2 separate regions of the Oryctolagus cuniculus genome follow, and region 2 is linked to region 1. A link is a contact called in public Micro-C data. All regions are on one chromosome and are shown on one strand. The core of a region is the stretch at or near the end of the contact, and the rest is flanking DNA. Distances in the headings are between cores, read along the strand shown.

Evidence for each region. A called contact is a pair of places that touch in the nucleus more often than the background predicts.
Region 2: a Micro-C map of ear pinna shows a contact between it and region 1, with 7 times the contacts expected there. The contact joins the promoter of JRKL here to the promoter of FAM76B in region 1. A contact is called at or near these places in 3 of 6 Hi-C or Micro-C datasets (ear pinna, skin fibroblasts and an unstated tissue).

The regions. Positions count from the first base shown.
Region 1 is chr1:87,211,064-87,216,494 of mOryCun1.1, reverse strand. It overlaps FAM76B (family with sequence similarity 76 member B), which reads left to right and starts at 3,142. Exons shown (of 24, transcript XR_011390255.1): 1 at 3,142-3,521; 2 at 4,342-4,406; 3 at 5,250-5,304. It overlaps CEP57 (centrosomal protein 57), which reads right to left and starts at 3,009. Exons shown (of 11, transcript XM_051820419.2): 1 at 2,771-3,009.
Region 2 is chr1:87,840,523-87,845,664 of mOryCun1.1, reverse strand. It overlaps JRKL (JRK like), which reads right to left and starts at 1,635. Exons shown (of 1, transcript XM_008262328.4): 1 at 1-1,635. The coding sequence starts at 976. CCDC82 (coiled-coil domain containing 82) reads left to right here and starts at 1,647. Exons shown (of 10, transcript XR_011390282.1): 1 at 1,647-1,766.

The sequences.
Region 1 (5,431 bases), core at 1,893-4,392:
TGAAAACTTCTTCTATGTTCATATCTGATTTTTAGAAGATAGCTGCTTTCTAAAGACTGTTATTTGTGAATCTAAGCATTAAAAATCCTTGTCTGGTAAAAGCATCTCTCATTTATAACACCTGCCTGTTAGGTTTATCAATGCTGAACACATGGGTTATTAGCAATCACAACCCTGAAATCTAAACAAGTCTTCTGAGTTCAGTTTGGAGTTTTGAAGTATCCTCATGGCATCTTATGTATCACCAGCTGTTTATTAACATAAACTGCCACCTAACTTGTTTCTAATGGGACATGCAAATAAGACTTTCTTATGCACTAAGGAACCAACTATATGTAGCCACTTTTTTTTTTATTTGAGATTTAAAAGTATTTATAAGAATCAAGGACTTCCAGCCAGAGCGGCATGGAGGGGGGCTTCCAAGAGAGGAAAATCCAAAGGGGACTGGTGGCAGTTGGCTTTAAGTACAATTTCGAAGCAAAAAAACTTATCAGGTAGCCACTTGTTTGAAAAACAGCAACTTCAGAATTAAGACATTTTGAAGTTGCTCTAGTTAAGATAGTTTGGTTTGTAAAGGACCTTAAATATTCCTAGTGTACTCTTGATATTTACAATCTACTTAAAGCTGGACTTAACACACAAAAACATGTGTAATTTCCACCTGAACATTAGCATTTCTGTCCAGGCTACCATATGGACTGAAGGACTGAACACAGCCCATTGCCACTGCTCAGCTAGGTGGCCTTGGCACAATGAAGCTCAATTTAATTGTTTGGTCTCCCAGTACTAAATTTTGAGAGTTGTGAATGGTCCTCTTCTAAGTTTAATGACATCTTTTAACAGTTCCTTCTCTTTTACCTTACCTCTCACTAATCTAACTCCTTACTTCCTAATCTCCCCAGACTTCTCTGCAAATGTGTTAACCCATTCTGCTGAAGCTCTGGACTCCTTCTGGCCTCACTGTCACAAATTCTAACACAAATGGAAAGCTGAAAGTAAGGAAAAGTGGTTGTTCATAGGTGACTTTCATCTAACTGTTCCCTACATACTTTTTTCCCCTTTAGCGCCCATGAAATTACTTCACCTTGACATTCTCCAGGCTTCTTCCTAGGCCTGTTTTCATGTTCCCAACAAATTATACCTTTGTTCACTCTGGGTTATTGAAGTTTTCTGAAAGCACCCATCATCTTAAGGACATTCCCCCCACCCCCCTAAATGCCTGCCGTGTTTTTCTTCTCTTGTTTTGTGACAATCATTTAGAATTCCTTCAACACGCAGTTGACTCCTCCTTCCCTTCTGGGAACCCTTCTCTCACCTGGCCACACTGCTAACCACTCTAAATTATGCTAGTAGGGCAGTTTACCCCACACTGGACAGTAATCACTTATCAGACGTAGTTTCTCAGTGTCCTCTAGGCCTTTAAGAGCAGGGTATCTATTCTATTCACCTGTAATTCTAGAGCCTAACCACGCCAGGCCTATGTACAGATTACCAGTTGTCTCATTTGCTTCCCATCCCTTCCCAGTGTGGCACTTCCCACAGCAGTCAGTCTGACAAATACCCATGACCTGAACCGACAGGTGACTCCCTGGTGCAGGCAAAAAAAAAACCCAGAACTACAGCCCAAATCAAGTTCCCTGGTCGCCTCTTCGAAAGGGCACTGCAGTCCTAGCAAATCCGTGGCGATCCGGCAGCGCTCTGGCTTTGGAGAGTCGCGCACTGAAGAGGAGACGGGGTACTGCAGGCCAAGGAGGCAGCCCAGGCAGCGCGTAGACCGCGCTGGAGGGTCACAAGGGGGCTGCGGCCGACTCGCGAGCGCTCTCCTAGACACACGGGCGCGCACACCTGGTCTCGGCGCCTCGCTAAGAGCAGCCGTTACACTCACGTGACCTCAGCAGCAATGTTTTCGCAGGCCAGGGAGCGGGCGCCGTCAGCCCAGCCCAGCCTCCTGGGCTGCGAGGCAGGCCGAAAAGCGAATGAGGCGGCAGGGGGGTCGAACCAAGCCTGCTTCAAGGGATCCCAGAGGGTGCGGCCTCAACAGGGAGCAGCGGAAGCCCGGGTGGCGCGGGGCGGTCTAGTGCCCCACGCCGGCCTCCAGCGTCAGAGCAAATCTAGGGCGCCCTGAAATGGGACGAAACTCGAACAGCTGCCAAGAGCGACCTAAAGCCCGTTCGAACGCCAAACGCTTCTCACCGAGAACTGAGAACCAGAAGCCGTAGAGACAGATGCCGCCGCCATCTTCCGGAGTGCCCGGCGCTCTGAGTTCTCGTGCTCTTCAAGATTCGAGAGCCGCCCACCAGGGGCGACCCTAAACCGAACCCCGGATGGAAGGGGCGGGGGGTGCTGGATGCCCAGCTTAGAAACCCCAGCCACACACCCCCACGGCGACGCCCACGCTCAGGGCGCACGCGGAGAGGGCAACACGCATTAACGGACGTCTGCAGTAGCCAATCAAATAAAGCGGACGTCTTCGCGTATGCGAGAGAACCCGCCCCCCTGCTGACGTCACAAGGTAGAGAGTCACTGAGCGCGCCCGGGACCCGTAACTGCGCGCCGCCGGGGCCTCAGGGCGTTCTACCCAGGGGCGGGTCTTCCCACGGAGGGAACTGGGGCGAGGGGATTGTGTGGTCGCCAGTGGCAACGGAACTGAATTGTTGAACTAGAGTAAAGGCGAATGCGAAGTCCAAACCACTCCATCACGTCCCTTGGATCAAACGCCTGAGAAAACCTCAGTTTGAGTTGGGGACGCCTCTCCAGGTGAAGTACTTACCTTTTGGCCAATAACATAGGATTGGGCGGGGCTTAGTGATTTGGCCCAAGAGAAGTCAAGGGGAAAATGTCGAGGCAGGGCAAATCTTTCGCGAATCCTTGCCCAATTGGATCGGGGCTCCCTCACCCAGGCCTCGGACTGGCTGCTAGGGAGCGCGGCGACGGGGACCTTTGGGCGGGGCTGGTTTCAAGCGGGTTTCGCGCGCTGAGAGCGCCGGGCTGTCATTGGCCGGCGACTTCCTCCCTTTGTGGGCGCGCTCTGCGTAGTTGGGGCTCGGCGTTGGGAGGAGCGACCGGGTGACGTAGTATCCGCTGCAGCCAATCAGGCGTGCGGAAGGGAGGCCGAGAAGGAAGCGGATCCGCGGCCGTGCAGCTGAACCGCCCCGAACTCTCGGCGTCGTCTCCCTCCGCCGCTGTCGGGGCCTAAGCGGGAGAGGCGGGGACGGCCCCGCTGGGTGGGCTGGGGCGGAAGTGGAGGCGGAGGGAGACGACGGCGGCGTCGTCCGCGGGGCCTCGGGCTCTCGCGGCGAGGCCCTGGTGGGCGCGAGGCAGGGGGAGGGGGCGGAGGAGGAGTCCGCAGCGCGGGCCGCGGCGGCCGAGTTCCCCGTGGGGCCCCGCCTCGGAGCGGGCGGCGGCGACGGCGGAGGAGGAGACTGAGGGGCAGGATGGCGGCCTCGGCCCTGTACGCCTGCACCAAGTGTACCCAGCGCTATCCCTTCGAGGAGCTCTCCCAGGGCCAACAGCTCTGCAAGGTCCGTGGGCAGCGGGCTGGCGGGGTTTCCTGTGCCGTAACCCGAGGGTGCTGGGTGGTCGCTGCGCTGCAGCCCCCTGCTCTTCACGAGCACCAGGGGGCTTGGGAGCCCGGAGTCCTAGCCTCCCCACCGGGACCCGGGACCCCGCGTTCCGATGGCGTTGGCACCGGCCGGGAAAAGGCCCACGAGAGGGAGACCGTCTTCCAGACGGGCCGGGAGGGGGCCGGTCCTCACCAGCGTCCGGGGGTCTCGGGTGGGGCTGAGTGAGGCAGCCACCTGTCTCTGCCGCAGAGACTCTGGGGTGGAGATGTTTTCATCTCGGTGTTCTGCCTGGTCTGTCCTCGCCTTCCACCAGGAGGCAGGGGACGGTTTTTGCACTTTCTTGCTAGGAACCCGAAGCCGCCAAGCTGATGGCATCCTTCTTCCCTGTCCAGGAAAGCGAAGCGACTGGTTTGGGAACAGAATGCTCTATGATTTGGAGCTCCTCCCATCCCATTAAAGCCGGAATGCTGTCTGTGAGCAACGGTGAAAATAAGTAGTTCCACATTTAACCAATCCTTGAAATCGGCCCTGACAGCTTTCTTACTTTATCCGGAGTATAGTCCCACGTGTAATAAAGACAAAGACACCTCTGCCTTCCCTAAGGAATTATATCGTGATTGGCCACTTACATGACAAATCACCAATTGTTTACGTTAGGGGCCAGGTTTTATTGTTGTTCTAGACATCTGACCAGATTTGGTAATAATTTTCTACCAGAAAAGTAAGGTTTGGGACTTGGAGATATCTACATACTGACTAACGTATTGTCTTATTGCAGGAATGTCGGATTGCACATCCTATTGTAAAATGTACTTACTGCAGATCAGAATTCCAACAAGAGAGGTTTGTACATCAGTTTTTGATCGTTAAAGACAGAATACCATCTGGAAGGAGTACTTGGGGGTTGTAATCTGGTATTTATATCATCTTAAAAAATGGTTTAGTCTCTGAGACTTTGAGTTGTAAATGTTTTATATGTGGTAGGAGAGAATATAGAAAATGAAACAGTGGTGGTCATTTTACTACCTGAACTGGACGTGGAAAAATAAAGGCTAAGATACTAGTGTGGAAAATGTGCAGCCATGCTAAGAAGAATGGAAGGGTGAAGATTACTGTTAAGCTACAGAAGATAGCGTGTGAATGGATCTGAGGACAGGTCTACAGTGTTATCAACTGCCTTATTTTGATAGTGAAATCTGGTAACTTGGTACCAGTAGAATTGCATACTTTTTAACAAGTAATTCCGGGTTGGGAGCACTCAAGAAGGTAACCTAGGAGAAGTGCAGATAATTTCTAAATAAGTAGAGATGGTCATTGTAATAATAGACAAAGGCCATGTGGAAGATGAGGTAGGCAGGCACTGATACGTAATGCTGTGCATTAATAATGGCAAGTGTGGGAAGGTTGTCCAACTAGAGAGGAAACTCTAGGATTTTGTTTTGTATCCTTTAAAAAGCACACAATAAAAATGTGTAAAAACATCTGTGTTAAGTTAATGGAAAAGGAATAAATTGGGGTAAAATAGCCCAAATAAGAACTTTGTGTAGGTATTGTTAAAAAGTGAAGGTGTATTACAATTTTAAGTATCATAGATATTTGACTCATCAGTTTACTTAGTTCATCATTGTGCGGATCATCTCAGAAGCTTACATAAATATGATCTTTCATACGTAATTTCTTTTTCAGCAAAACTAACACAATTTGTAAGAAGTGTGCTCAAAATGTGAAGCAATTTGGGACAGTAAGTATGTCTTCTATTTTAATTTCCTATTGTTACTGATCAGTTAAGGTTTATCCCAAAGGTGTACTGCTTAAAAAATATGCATTGCTATATCTGTGTGTATTTTAACATGTCAGAATACTTTATG
Region 2 (5,142 bases), core at 386-2,885, 630 kb before region 1:
AGGGCTGAATCAATGACGCCACATTAGGTGGTAAATATTTAGCAAATATTTGGCCATCGTCTGATCTCAAAACATTTTCATTTGGATGTGTTGGTGAATTATCCAACAAAAGCACAGCCTTTTCCTGCAATCCTTTGGATCTTAAGTACTCTCGAACTTGTGGAACAAAAATCTTGTCAAACCACTGTCGGAAAATGGAAAGATCCATCCATGCACCTTTTTGGCTGAAGTAAGAGACTGGCAGATTTAAGGTATCAGTCGACTTGAAGGAGCGAGGCTTCTTTGCTTTCCCCACAACACAAAGTTTAAGTTTGTGTAAACCCGTCGCATTGGCACAACACATGATGGTGACTCTTTCTTCAATTGATTTCTGTCCTGAGATGGCACCTTTACCTTTGATTACAGAAGTCCTGGAAGGTAGGCACTTCCAAAAGAGTCCAGTTTCATCTGCATTGTAGATTTGTTCAGGCTGCAAATTCTCTCGTTCAATAAAATCTCGAAAGTTGTTACAAAAATCTTCCACCGCAGTCTCATCTCCATTTAATCTTTCATTTCTAATGTTAATCTCTCTGATGCTGTGCCGCTGCTTAAAACGAGTTAACCAACCAGCAGAGGGGTTAAAATCACCATCCATTCCCAAAGCATAAAAGAAAAACTCTGCCCTTTTTGCACAAATTGGTCCAGATATGGGATTCCCTTTTGCTCTTTGCTGGTTGAACCACTCCAGCATTGCTTTGTCTAGTTCCTCATACATGGATGGCTTCATCGATTTCCTCTTGGCCAGAAGACTCGTGGAATCAGAACTGCTTGCATAAGTTATAATCTTTTCCTTATTTTTTCTTATATCTCGAACTGTTGTTTCACCAATGCCATAAATCACTGCCAGTTGTTTGGAAGAACCCCCGTCTTCAAGTTTCTTTATTATATCAAGTTTATCCTTAATGGTCAGCACCACACGCTTGCGTTTCCCTGACATTCTGAGGCTGATTCACCCACACTCACCCTGTAACAATCCACAAAATCCTTCCTTTTCTTCGACAGAGTCACTTTAACAAGTCTTACACAGTCTTTTACACCTCACCGGCAACGTGACGGCCCCGACCCCCTCCCCCGTGGGGGTCTCTTCTGGCTGGCAGGGGGCAGCAAAGGAAGAGGAAGTTTGGATAGGCCTTTAACTTAGACGGACAGCAAAGGAGGCCCTGGGTCACCGCGGATAATCCGGATTACAGACATGTGTCGGGTTACCCCGAAAGCCACGAGGAAGACTAGAAGAACCCCATCGTGGCTACGAATCTCCTTCACATCCAGACCCGGAGGAAAGTCCCGTCGGTAACCCTCGCCACACCCCAAAGTTAAGCAAAGAGCGGAAGAGCCGGAGTCGAGGACGGGCCCCCTTCCCCGGGGAGCGATTACGTTTGATTCCTGCCCTTGCAGACAGGCCCTCCCGCCGCGCAGGCCCGCTTTCCCGGGTCCGGCTGAGCCAGCACAGCCCTCCCGGTCCCGCACAGCCCGCCGGGCCCCGCTCCCACCTCAGTTGCAACCAGGACCCCGCAACTGCTCCCTGACTACCGCGCGGCAGCAGCTCCTCCCCCAGCGCACGCTCCCGGAAGACGCCCCCTCCCGCCGCCCGGCTCCTCCCCTCTCCCCACCCAGAGGCGGGACTTCCCTTAGTCCCCGGAAGGAGGAGGAGCGTCGTGTGTTATAAATGGATGCAGTGCGCGGAAGCGGAGATGGAGGCGGGGACCTAGGCGATGGAGTTTTGTAAGGTGAGGACGCGAGGGCGGGGCGAGGCCAGGTACAGGTGGCGACTCGCTCTGGCTCCTGCTGCTAATTGCTTATTAAAAGGGGCGGGGAAGCTGAGCCCCCAGGCAGGTCCGGCGAAAGATACCCGCGAGCGGTGTCGTGGTGGGCTGGACAGGGACCCTCAGCCCATTGCAACAGCATTTCTCTTCCTGCAGAACTGCGGAGCTGCCGAGGGAGGGGGTGACCTCGTGGGTGTCTGGCCTTCGCACACACTTGTTTGTTTTGCGGGTACACAGCCGCTTCTGGGCCTGGGGGCCTCTGGGCTCCGGTGCACGTCTTTGGGAGGTTGTATTCGCGGGTGCGTTTCCTGGCGACGGCGCCTCGCCCTGCTGTAGGCACAGTGACTGGCGAGTGGGCGGGCAGAAAGCCCTGGGCGCCTGCTCCCCCGCCTAACAGCCAGGTTTGTAAACGTGCGAGTGGCGCCCGTGCACTCTCCTCCGCCTGCCGCTCCTTCCTGCAGGATTGAGGGAATGAGCCGTTGTCGGTTTTACCTGCGGTGAAGAATGTCGTGGCTGGATCTCCCCTCAGAAACTGCGGACCTGGATTTTCAGTGGGGGCAGTTGGCTTTCCTTTCTTTATAGGTTTCTTATTTTCCTAGTTTCTGTTCCGTGTTGCGCTGTCGTTTTTTTCCAGCCAGTGGAAGGACTATAATCAATTTATTCACAGCGGTATAATAGGAATTTGAGTATACACATACAGAGGAGCCCTCTGATTGTCAACCATGCCGTCTTGTTTTGGGTGTCCCTCGTAAAATTTCATCAGATGTAAGCTCCTTGGGAGCGGAGACCATGTTTATTTTTTCTAGTAACGCCATAGCTCCAAGCATGTGCTGGCTTTGTGGTAGACATTCAGTGAATTATTTCTTTGGTTTATTAATGCCTCTCCAAACTGCTGTCTGGAAGAAAACATCAAGGGGGGGTGATGTTTTACAAATAAGAGGACATCTCTTCTAGTGGGATTTCAAAAACATGGTCTGGGGTTCCTCTGCCATTCAAATCTTGGAACTATAAACTACCACTTACCTTGGGCAAAGTAGGATATTTCTAGAATGGATTTTATGAGTGTTGAAAGGCCAACAGAGAATACACCAAAACACTGGAATAAAAGAAAAGCTTTGTTGTCGGTAGCTGACATGCTCTCTCTCCATGAGCTAGAGAGCAGCAGCCCATGGTTACATACTGTAGCCCTGTAGAGAGAAGCAAGTGGGAGCAACAGATTATGTTAGGGTAGGGGGTAGAACTAATACTCGTGAATGGGTCGTCTAAACATCACCTGACTTCTGGTAAACCAGGCCCAATTCCAGGAAACAGAAACCTATCTCCAAGAAACCCAGACTTGTCTTGCAAGAAGGCACCTAGGATAAGATGACATCAGTCTTGCCAATAAGTATGAATTAGCCTCAAACTCTAAAAGGGAATTCCTGATGAAAAATTGAGTGCCACTGTCAAATTACCTTTTAGTTGCATAAAGAACACAAAGAAAATGGATTTTGACTTTTCACCTAGTTTGTAAACAACATAGCTGTGTATGTGTGTTTTATGTGATATTAACCATGATGCACAAAGATGTGATAGTATTGATTTCATCCACTTATTTAATGCTTTCTGTTTGGAGTCTCTGTTTTTCTCTTTGCCTAAAGGGCACGTATCATTACAGAAGCTTGTTAAGATTCTCATTTCAAGAAGTTGAGTGTGTATTCAGCATATGAAGAAATTGCATCCATTTGCATGGAGCCTTTATTTGAGTGAATTCTGAAGACCCAAGATGCCTTACCCATTAACCTAGCTTTACTTTCTCATTTCTCTCCCCAGGTTCACTTAACAATTTCCCCTTTGTGGCCATTCTTCTCGCCCCAGCCAATATTGTAAAGCTATCCACAATTTGAAAAGAGGAGCCAACCATATACAAATTATCTTTATTTTTATTTATTTATTTATTTATTTGTTTATTTTGACAGGCAGAGTGAACAGTGAGAGAAAGAGAGACAGAGAGAAAGATCTTCCTTTTCCGTTGGTTCACCCCCCGAATGGCTGCTGCGGCCCGCACATTGTGCTGATCCGAAGCCAGGAGCCAGGTGCTTCCCCTGGTTTCCCATGTGGGTGCAGGGCCCAAGGACTTGGGCCATTCTCCACTGCCTTCCCGGGCCACAGCAGAGAGCTGGACTGGAAGAGAAGCAAGCAGGACAGAATCCGGCGCCCCGACTGGGACTAGAACCAGGGGTGCTGGCGCCGCAGGTGGAGGATTAGCCTATTGAGCCACGGCGCTGGCCTATCTTTATTTTTCAATAACATTGTTTTACCTTATTGATGTGACAGTTTAGAGATAGGAGAGAGATCCTGTCAAGAGGGAAATCTACAAATTTTCATCTCTTTTGCACATTCTTTTCTAGTGGGTGAGTAATTCCAAGAAGTTTCTGACCTCACTCATGTGCCCTAAAATCATTTACATCATAATAGAAAATCATGTTTGCAGATTCTTTTTTTAAAAAAAAAACTTTCATTTAATAAATATAAATTTCCAAAGTACAACTTTTGGATTATAATGGCTTTCCCCCCCCATAACCTCCCTCCCACTCAAAACTATCCCATCTCCCACTCCTTCTCCCATCCCATTCTTCATCAAGATTCATTTTCAATTATGTTTTTTTGCTTTTTTTATTTAATAAATATAAATTTACAAAGTACAACTTTTGCATTGTTGCAGCTTTTTCCCCCATTACCTCCCTCCCACCCGCAACCATCCCATCTCCCTCTCCCATTCCATTCACATCAAGATTCATTTTAAATTATCTTTATATACAGAAGATCAGTTTAGCATATATTAAGTAAAGCTTTCAACAGTTTGCACCCACACAGAAACACAAAGTGTAAAGTACTGTTTGAGTACTAGTTATAGCATTTATTCACATTGTACAACACAGTAAGGACAGAGATCCTACATGGGGAGTAAGAGCACAGTGATTCCTGTTGTTGATTTAACAATTGATACTCTTATTTATGACGTCAGTAATCACCCAAGGCTCTTGTCATGAGCTGCCAAGGCAATGGAAGCCGAGTGAGTTCACAAACTCCAATCTTATATAGACAAGGCTATAGTCAAAGTGGAGGTTCTCCAACGGCAAAGGAAGACCTTTCTCTCTCTGTCTCTCTCTCTTACTGTCCACACTGCCTGTCAAAAAAAAAAAAAAAAAAAAGTGGAGGTTCTCTCCTCCCTTCAGAGAAAGGTACCTCCTTCTTTGATGGCCGGTTCTTTCCGCTGGGATCTTGCTCACAGAGATCTTTCATTTAGTTTTTTTTTTTTTTTTTTTTTTTTTTTTTTTTTTTGCCACAATGTCTTGGC